Regions from separate parts of the Callithrix jacchus genome. Here region 2 is linked to region 1. A link is a contact called in public Hi-C data. All regions are on one chromosome and are shown on one strand. Each heading gives the region's core, a stretch centred on a gene start, on an enhancer-like site or on the middle of the called end of the contact. The rest is flanking DNA. Distances are from core to core; before and after follow the strand shown.

Region 1 (4,263 bases), core at 640-3,139:
TTCTCCCAGCTCTTTTCCTCTTTCCTGCATGGTTTGGCCTGTCCTTGCCGGGCCCATCTTGGGCAGGGCTGTCCCAGCCCAATAACAAGTCCCTGTCTCCCAAGCCAGTGTCTGCAATTCTGCTCCTCCCTCCTGCGTTGACCGTTCTGTGTGTGTGACTCACCTCCTCTTTTGTTTAAAGCTGCCTACTTCATTCATCATAGACAGCAGTTTATCTTTCCAGGTGAGTCCTTGCATGGTTCCATTAACTGCCCCTTGCTGTGACCCCTTCTGTCCAGCCCATCTGAGTACCTTTGGAGGTGCTTGAGTCTCCCTCCACCTGTTCTGAGAGCTGGCTGCCCATGGAGGATGGGAAGGGGGCAGGGAAAGTGGGGAGGTGGGCCTCTGACATGAGAAGTTCTTGCTGGGAGGGACCCTGGAATCCATCCTATCCAGTCTCTTGGCACAGACACTGCAGGTAACTTCTTTCAAAGTCACACTGCCAGGAGATGGCACAAGCAGGACTAGAACCTGGGTTTGTGGAATGGGGGGAGGACTTTTTGCTATTGCCCGATGAGCATCTGTCACCATATCCTCCCTTGCACAATGATGGAAACTACTGCCTTGTCTTACAGAAGTGGAAACCCATTTGGGGAGTTCTGCAGGCTTCACTTAACTTAGTGGGCGTCACCTTTCTGTGCCTTAACACACAGTGTCATCTGCTGGCTGTTGCTGGAAATGCCTCCTTATTGCAGAAAGTTTAAAGGAAAAATCTTACAATATAGTCAATCCATTGAGTTCTTTCTGCAAAAATTGTTTTGTACATCTACTGTGTACCAACCTTTTCATTCCTGCCCCTAAAGTGTTTGAGATCAGTGCTTTTTTTTTTTTCTGTAACTGATGGTGATGAGAATAATGGTGTTTAAGACAAAGATCACAGCTGTTTTTTTCTTGGCTTGAACAGGACTGTCTTGAGTCACAGTATTTTGGTTATTCCAGGCTTTTCTGTTCCCTAAGCCAGCTCCATTAGGGGGCTGACTTGCAGTGTCTGTGAGTCCTTAGAGACCGTCCTTACGGCATTGTTCGGTGTGTGCAGGGCCGCGGTCAGGGGCCTGAGAACCCACCCCCGGAGACCTCCTCTGAGCAGCTGGGCAGCCAGCCTCTGCAGTTTCACCCGTTTTTTGTTGTGGCCCCGTGGTTACTAGCTCTGGGACGCACACAGGGGTTACCCCAAAACATTGGGAAGACATGTTCCTTCTCCCAAAAGAGCAGTTTTCCCATTTTCACCTGAAGATATGTCACAGGGAGGGCAAGGAAATATTTCTATTAAAGCAAACATGGACACATTTTGGAGCAGAATGTATGATACACTCTTAACTTTTAAGGAAAAGCATGGGGCTTCAGAGGCATTTTGCCTTCCTTCTTGGGGTGCAGTTCCTCCCCAAACCCCCCTCCCCATTCCTGCTTCCCTCATGCCTTTGGCATGTGTTTGCCTTCTGTGGAACATTTGAGCCATGTTGGATAGGTAGAAGGGCCAGGCCCCTGCTGATAGTCTGCAGATAGACTGTGTCCGGGGGAGGCCTTATAAGTAGAGGTTTTTAAGGTTCTGATCCCCCAGAAATTGTGCACGGGATGTTGGGCGTATGTGTGCATTTCCCTGATAAGAAGGCCCACTGCCTTAGATTCTCCCAAGTCCGTGAGGTCCCAGAGATGTCACAGCATGTGGTTCACATAACCTTCAAAGGTAGAAAAAAAACTCTAGCAGAAGGTCGAGGGAGGTCTTTGTCCACACGGGCAGGAGAGAAGCCTTTGATAGCTCCAGCCACTGCCACTTCCTGTCTCTGTTTTTGCAGAAGGAGCGGGGAGTGAGCGGTCCATGACGGCCCTGGAACCACCAATCTCCCTGTAGCACTTGGTTCTATGCTGGAGTAACTCGGTTCTGATGTCCCTGGACATGGGACTTTCAGTGTTAAACTGGGAATACCCCAGGCTCAGGGGTCAGCCCTAGCTGCCCACTTTTGGGCCCCTGATATGTGGAGTTTCCTCCTCTTCCCCGGAGAGCTGCTCCACAGTGACCCATACCCGGAAGCCGAGGGCTTGGGGCCTCTGTGCTGGAAATCCCCAGCAGCTGCACCAGGCACCAGGTGTCGCTAATGAGCCACCTATGCGTCCTGCCACAGCCTCACTGGCCAAAGTGAGGGAGTCTCATTACTTTCAAGGGTTGTCACAAGCAGCCCTGGCCTCCAAACAGGAGCAGCTTTGGCTGCCTGTCCAGTAAATGAGAGCCCAGTTTGCTTTTACCACTTGCTTGTGTGGGGCAGTTTGGCCACCGGGGAGTGGTGGTAACAAGAAGTCTCACCCTCCCCGTCTGCCCCAAGCCCCTTCCTGAGACAGAGCTGTGTATGCAGAAGCAGGAGCTGTGGATGCTGCGTGCTGGCAAGGTCCATGGAACGGCACAGGCTGGTCCTTGCGGAAGTGCCGGGGAACATGAGGCAGCCCGCTGAGGGAGAGTCAACCTCTCTGGGTCGCTGGGTTTGAGCGCGGCATCTCTTTGGGGAGGGAAGCGATCTCATGCTTTGCGTTTGCTTTGTGTTTCCTCCAGACATTTCGGCCTTTGCACAGGCAGCCCCGCTCCCCGAAGCCGCCGACAGTACCCGGTAGGCATCCCTAGGCTGTGTCCACGTCCCTGCCACCTCCTACTCCACCCTTCCATCTCCGGCCAGCAGAACTCCTGAGGCTCATTCGCCCTCTGGGCCAGTGAACTCCTCAGAGGGTTTTATTTGCCTCCTATCAGTATGTCAACATTGGGTGGGGCCGAATATGAAACTGGAGCAGTCTTGGGACCCAGGAGGGGTAGACAGAGGACACTTGGAGTTAGAGACGCCTAAGAATAGCTCCTGTACGGAGCCCTTTCTCTGCCAGGCCATGCTGAGCACCTGACTCACATTCCCACATCTCATCCAGCCTGGTGGTAGGTATCAAAGTAGATGTCATCATAACATGCAGCCAGCCCAGAGAGGTTAAGAAATTACATAAGGTCACACAGCTAGGAAGCGATAGAGCCAGTTCTTCAAGTCAAGGCCGTCAGATTCCAAATCCTGTGGGTGTGCTCGGAGCCCCCGTGCAGCAGTATCACATCTGGAAAGGGGCTTTGGGGATCACTGCCCACCTCTCAGCCCCCACCACCTTCAAGTTAGCCTGAGGAAGGCTGAGGCCGCACAGGGGCAGGCCTGGCTCTCAGCCTCCTCCTGCCTGTCTGTGCGGTATCCACATGGCCTTTCCCTTAGCCAGGTGTGAGTCAGATTAAAGACCTTAGTCTCAGGCCTCACCCAGGAGTCCTGCCATATGAGAGCAGAGTGGCCTCCCTCAAGGTCTCATTGACAAACCCTGTTTTACTCTTAGGTTCAACGATCAGCCGAAAGCAGACGTGTTGGAGGCTCACGAAGCAGAGGTGAGGGTGACACACATGAGTCCACAGATGGCCCCTCCCTCTTTTCTCCCTTCCCCATCTCAGAATATGCAGGGGGCTTGAGAGTGAGTGGGGTGGGCGCTGGGCCCTGGCAAGGGCTGTCCCAGACGCCCACTGTAGAGGTTCATGGCAGGGAGGAACGATGATGACTGTCATGGAGCAAGCTTGTCCAAGCTCTGTCTTCCCCACGCTCCCCAGGTGATTGTAGCCAGCCCAGAGAGGTTAAGAAATTACATAAGTGAACCACTGCCTTGAACCTTGAACATGAGTGTCAACTGAGCCTGGATCCCCTCCATTGCATTATGGCTTGGAGAATGTTAACAGACTGATTTACTCCTGCCCAGGGAGAATCAGAAACTCTGTTTAAACAAGAGTTCCAGAAGGATGGGTGTAGTGAAATTCTTCTATGCCAGGGCTGCTCTTGCTCTTCCCTGGACAATTAGATGTTGCTCACAGGTAGGTCTTGGAGTATTAGCCAGACAAAGGGCCTCAGTTCGCTGGGGCCAACTGCCACATATTAAGGATGAGGACACTGAGGTCCAGTGATGCTAAGTGAGCCGCCCGCTGTCCACAGCAGCTGGGTGCCCTGGCAGGAAGCCTCTCTCCTCCCTTACCCGGCAGTGGCTCCAGGAGAGGGAAGAGAAGTCACGGAGCCCAGATCTTCTGCCCATGCCTGTTCTCCCTGCTCTCCTTTCAGGCTGAGGAGCCAGAGGCTGGCAAGTCAGAGGCAGAAGACGACGAGGACGAGGTGGACGACTTGCCGAGCTCTCGCCGGCCCTGGCGGGGCCCCATCTCTCGTAAGGCCAGCCAGACCA
Region 2 (3,769 bases), core at 1-2,500, 260 kb before region 1:
AATAAAAGAACAATTCAAGAGAAACAGGAAATTCACAGAAGAGGAAACACAAATCGTCATAAACAAATGAAAAACGCTCAACCTCACTAGTAATTATGAGAATTCAAATCAAAATAAAGACTTCATTTTACACTTATCAGATTGGCAAATATTAAAAAGCCTAATAACACCGTGCTGGTGAAGATACAGGGAAATGAGAAGTCCTAAGTGGCTGGTGAGAACATAAATAGGTAGAAGCCTAAATCCTTTATTTGCAATTCCAAAATAGAAAAAAACTCTGAAAACTAAGTTTGCTTCCCTAAATTTGGTTTAAACTCCCTTTATTTTTATTTATTTATTTATTTGTTTACTTAGTTTTGAGACAGAGTCTTACTCTGTCACCCAGGCTGGAGTGCAGTGCCAAGATCTCGGCTCGCTGCATTCTCTGCCTCTCGGGTTCAATTCTCCTGCTTCAGCTTCCTGGTGTCCTCCAGCACACCCAGCTAATTTTTCCATTGTTAGTGGCGAAGGGATTTTTTTCCATGCTGTCCAGGCTGGTCTCAAATCCAGCCTTGGCCTCCGAAAGTGCTGGGATGACAGGCGGGAGCCACCGCGCCCGGCCTGGTTTAAACTCACTTCGTGACAAAATCTGATATGAAGCAATTTGAAGCTACCTCTAATCTTAATTATAACATTAATTTAATATATTGATGGGAGCGGCTGGTCTTCGGCAGCGCGGGTGTGCGGGCGGCGGTGGCAGGAGCGGTAAGTGGCAGCGGTGGGTCCCCTGTGCCCTTGTCCCCGAGGCAGCCGACTGCGCCTCCCTCACCCTTGCGCGGCCCGGCGGGACCTGCCCCCAGGCCCGAGCCTTCGGGATACAGGACCCTTGGCCTCGCGTTGCCGCTCTCGCCAGCTGCTGCTGCTGGGAGGCCGCGGGGAGGAGGCGGAGCTGGGGAGCAGCGCCCGCCGGGTCGAGGGTGCGGGGTTCCTGAGCCTCGGGAGGAGGCCTGGGCCCGCCGAGGACCTGGAGCCCCCGCCCCAGACTGCGAGGGGTGCGGCCCCGGCTTCACGCTCCACGGAGCCGGCGGGAGCCGAGAGCGGGCAGCAACCTCGCTCTCTCAGGAGCGGCAGCAGCCGCCCAAATCCTGGCTGTGGACCTAGGCCTCTGTACTTTTCGGAGCCCAGGAAGGTGCCCCCCTTGTCCTTGCAAGTGCCTGCTCCCACTGCCTGGCCTCTGCCCGCTCTCTGCCCTCGCTCGGATCTCGGATTGGGTTTGGGGCCGAGCCCGGGCCCTGTCACAGCCTAGCCGGGAGTGCGCATGCTGGGGGCGGTGCTGTCACGCCACTGGTTTCAGATCAACTTTGGAGAATTTGGCAATAGCTGGTAAAAGCCAAAGATGTGCATGCACTGTGACCTAGCAACCATATGCATAGCAAAACAGGCGGTAACTGTGGCTCATACCTGTAACCCCAGCACTCTGGGAAGCTGAGGAGGGAGGATCGTTTGAGACCAGCCTGGGCAACATGGCAAAACCCCTGTCTCTACAAAAAAAAAAAAAAAAAAATTCAGCTGGGTGTGGTGGCACCGGCGTGTAGTCTCAGCTACTTGGGAGGCTTAGGTGGGAGGATTGCTTGAACCTGGGAAGTTGAGGCTTCAGAGAGCTGTGATTATGCCACTGCACTCCAGCCTGGGTGACAGAGCAATATCCTGTCTCAAAAGAAAAACACGCCCACACATGGGTACAAGAATTTTCACTGCAGTGCTGTGTAATAACAAAAATGGAAATGACGAGCAGTCTATTAGTAAGGGAACAAATAAACAGGTTTATTCAACGGGAAACTATAGAGCATTTAAAATTAATGAACCAGATCTACAATGTACCAACATGGGTAAATCTAAAAAATGATGAGTGAAAAAGCGAATCTGAAAGAGATTTACACAGTATGATAGTACATATATACATATATTGTTAATATATATGTTATATGTATGTATATAATCCCAGCATTTTTGGAAGCTGAGGCACATGGATCTCTTGAGCCCAGGAGTTTGAGACCAGCCTGGCCAACATGGTGAAACCATGTCTCTTCTAAAAAAACAAAAATTAGCCAGTAGTGCTGGCTCATGCATGTAATCTCAGCTACTTGGGAGGCTGAGGCAGGAGGATCACTTTCTGGGCCCCCATATTTTATATATGTATGAAATATACATATTATCAATATGGTATTGTATATAAAGCTATATGGCTATGTAGTAAATGTGTATGTATGTATGTGTATATATATGGTCAAGAAGGCTCTACACTAACTTAAGACAGTGGTTACCTATGCAAGGGAAAATGGGCCACCCCAGGCGCGGTGGCTCAAACCTGTAATCCCAGCACTTTGGGAGGCCGAGGCGGGTGGATCACGAGGTCAAGAGATCGAGACCATCCTGGTCAACATGGTGAAACCCCATCTCTACTAAAAATACAAAAAATTAGCTGGGCATGGTGATGCGTGCCTGTAATCCCAGCTACTCAGGAGGCTGAGGCAGGAGAATTGCCTCAACCCAGGAGGCGGAGGTTGCAGTGAGCCGAGATCACGCCATTGCACTCCAGCCTGGGTAACAAGAGCGAAACTCCGTCTCAAAAAAAAAGAAAAAAAAAAAAAAGGGAAAATGGGAGGACTTTAGATTTATCAAAGTTTGGGGTTTTTCAGAAAAAGAGAAATAGCAAGCAAATGTGGCAAAAGGTTGACATTTGTTAAACCTGTGTGGGCAAGTACAGAGGTCTGTTTAGTATTCTTTGTACCATTTTACTTTATTTTATATTTTATTTTTTGAGACAGAGTCTCACTCTGTCACCAGGCTGGAATGCAGTGGCACAATCTTGGCTTACTGCAGTCTCTGCCTCCTGTGTTCAGCCAATCCTCCTTCCTCAGCCTCCCAAGTAGCTGAGATTACAGGCGCCTGCCAACATCTCTGGCTAATTTTTGTATTTTTAGTAGAGACAGGGTTTTCTCACATTGGCCAGGTTGGTCTTGAACTTCTGGCCTCAAGTGATTGTCAAGCCTTGGCCCCCTCACAAAGTGCTGGGATTACAGGCATGAGCCACTGTGCCCGACCTGGTTTGTTATTAAAGGTAGTTTGGCTCTCAGTGCACCCCTTTCCCCCATGATGCCTTCTGCCATGTTATTACATAACATGAGGCCCTCCCCAGAGGCAGAGCAGATACAGCCCCTTGACTTAGGACTTCCCAGCTTCCAGAACTGTAAGAAATAAATTCTTTTCTTCATAATGTACCCAGTCTCAGGTATTCAGTTATAGCAATAGGAAACAGATGAAGACACTGTTTTCCACAGTGGCTGGACCATTTTACCTTCCCTCCAACTGCACAAGGGTTTCAATTTCTTCACATTCTTGTCCATGCTTGTTATTCTGTTTTTGTTTTACAGTAGCCATTCTAATAGGTGTGAGGTAATATCTCATTGTAAGGCTTAAAAAACAAAGCCATTACTTTTATTAGAAACAAAGAATGTTCCGCAAGATGGTGGCAACATGATATCGAAATATATTTCATTCAGTGTGTTTCTCCCTTAATTACATTCCCACAGGAGGTGGAATACCTCCTTGGCTATGAGGAGCAGAAGTATTTGATGAATTCTGTAAGCTGGTCTCCTAGTACTTGTACACACACCAGCATTTCCTCTCCAAAGTATCATACACAGAAAGACAAAGATCACAGACACATTTAGGAATTCCATGCTAGTCACATGGGATTCCTAATAACCCATCATCATGATTTCTTACA

What was found. Hi-C and Micro-C count contacts between places; a contact is called where the count stands out from the background.
Region 2: a Hi-C map of skeletal muscle shows a contact between it and region 1, with 6 times the contacts expected there. The contact joins two enhancer-like sites. A contact is called at or near these places in 3 of 3 Hi-C or Micro-C datasets (induced pluripotent stem cells and skeletal muscle).

Annotation. Positions count from the first base shown.
Region 1 is chr5:105,826,482-105,830,744 of calJac240_pri, reverse strand. It overlaps KSR1 (kinase suppressor of ras 1), which reads left to right. Exons shown (of 20, transcript XM_035300987.3): 11 at 182-223; 12 at 2,582-2,636; 13 at 3,382-3,430; 14 at 4,146-4,263. Among named protein-coding and RNA genes, the nearest start is that of LGALS9, 29 kb to the right of the region's middle. Within about 2 kb of position 1,889, at least 6 of the 16 cell types and tissues checked have an H3K27ac peak or open chromatin away from gene starts, as enhancers often do. A contact at or near this core is called in skeletal muscle, where this site is marked.
Region 2 is chr5:106,085,107-106,088,875 of calJac240_pri, reverse strand. All of the region lies in intron 5 of LOC144582655 (a long non-coding RNA gene), which reads left to right. Among named protein-coding and RNA genes, the nearest start is that of WSB1, 52 kb to the left of the region's middle. Within about 2 kb of position 1,250, at least 8 of the 16 cell types and tissues checked have an H3K27ac peak or open chromatin away from gene starts, as enhancers often do. A contact at or near this core is called in skeletal muscle, where this site is marked.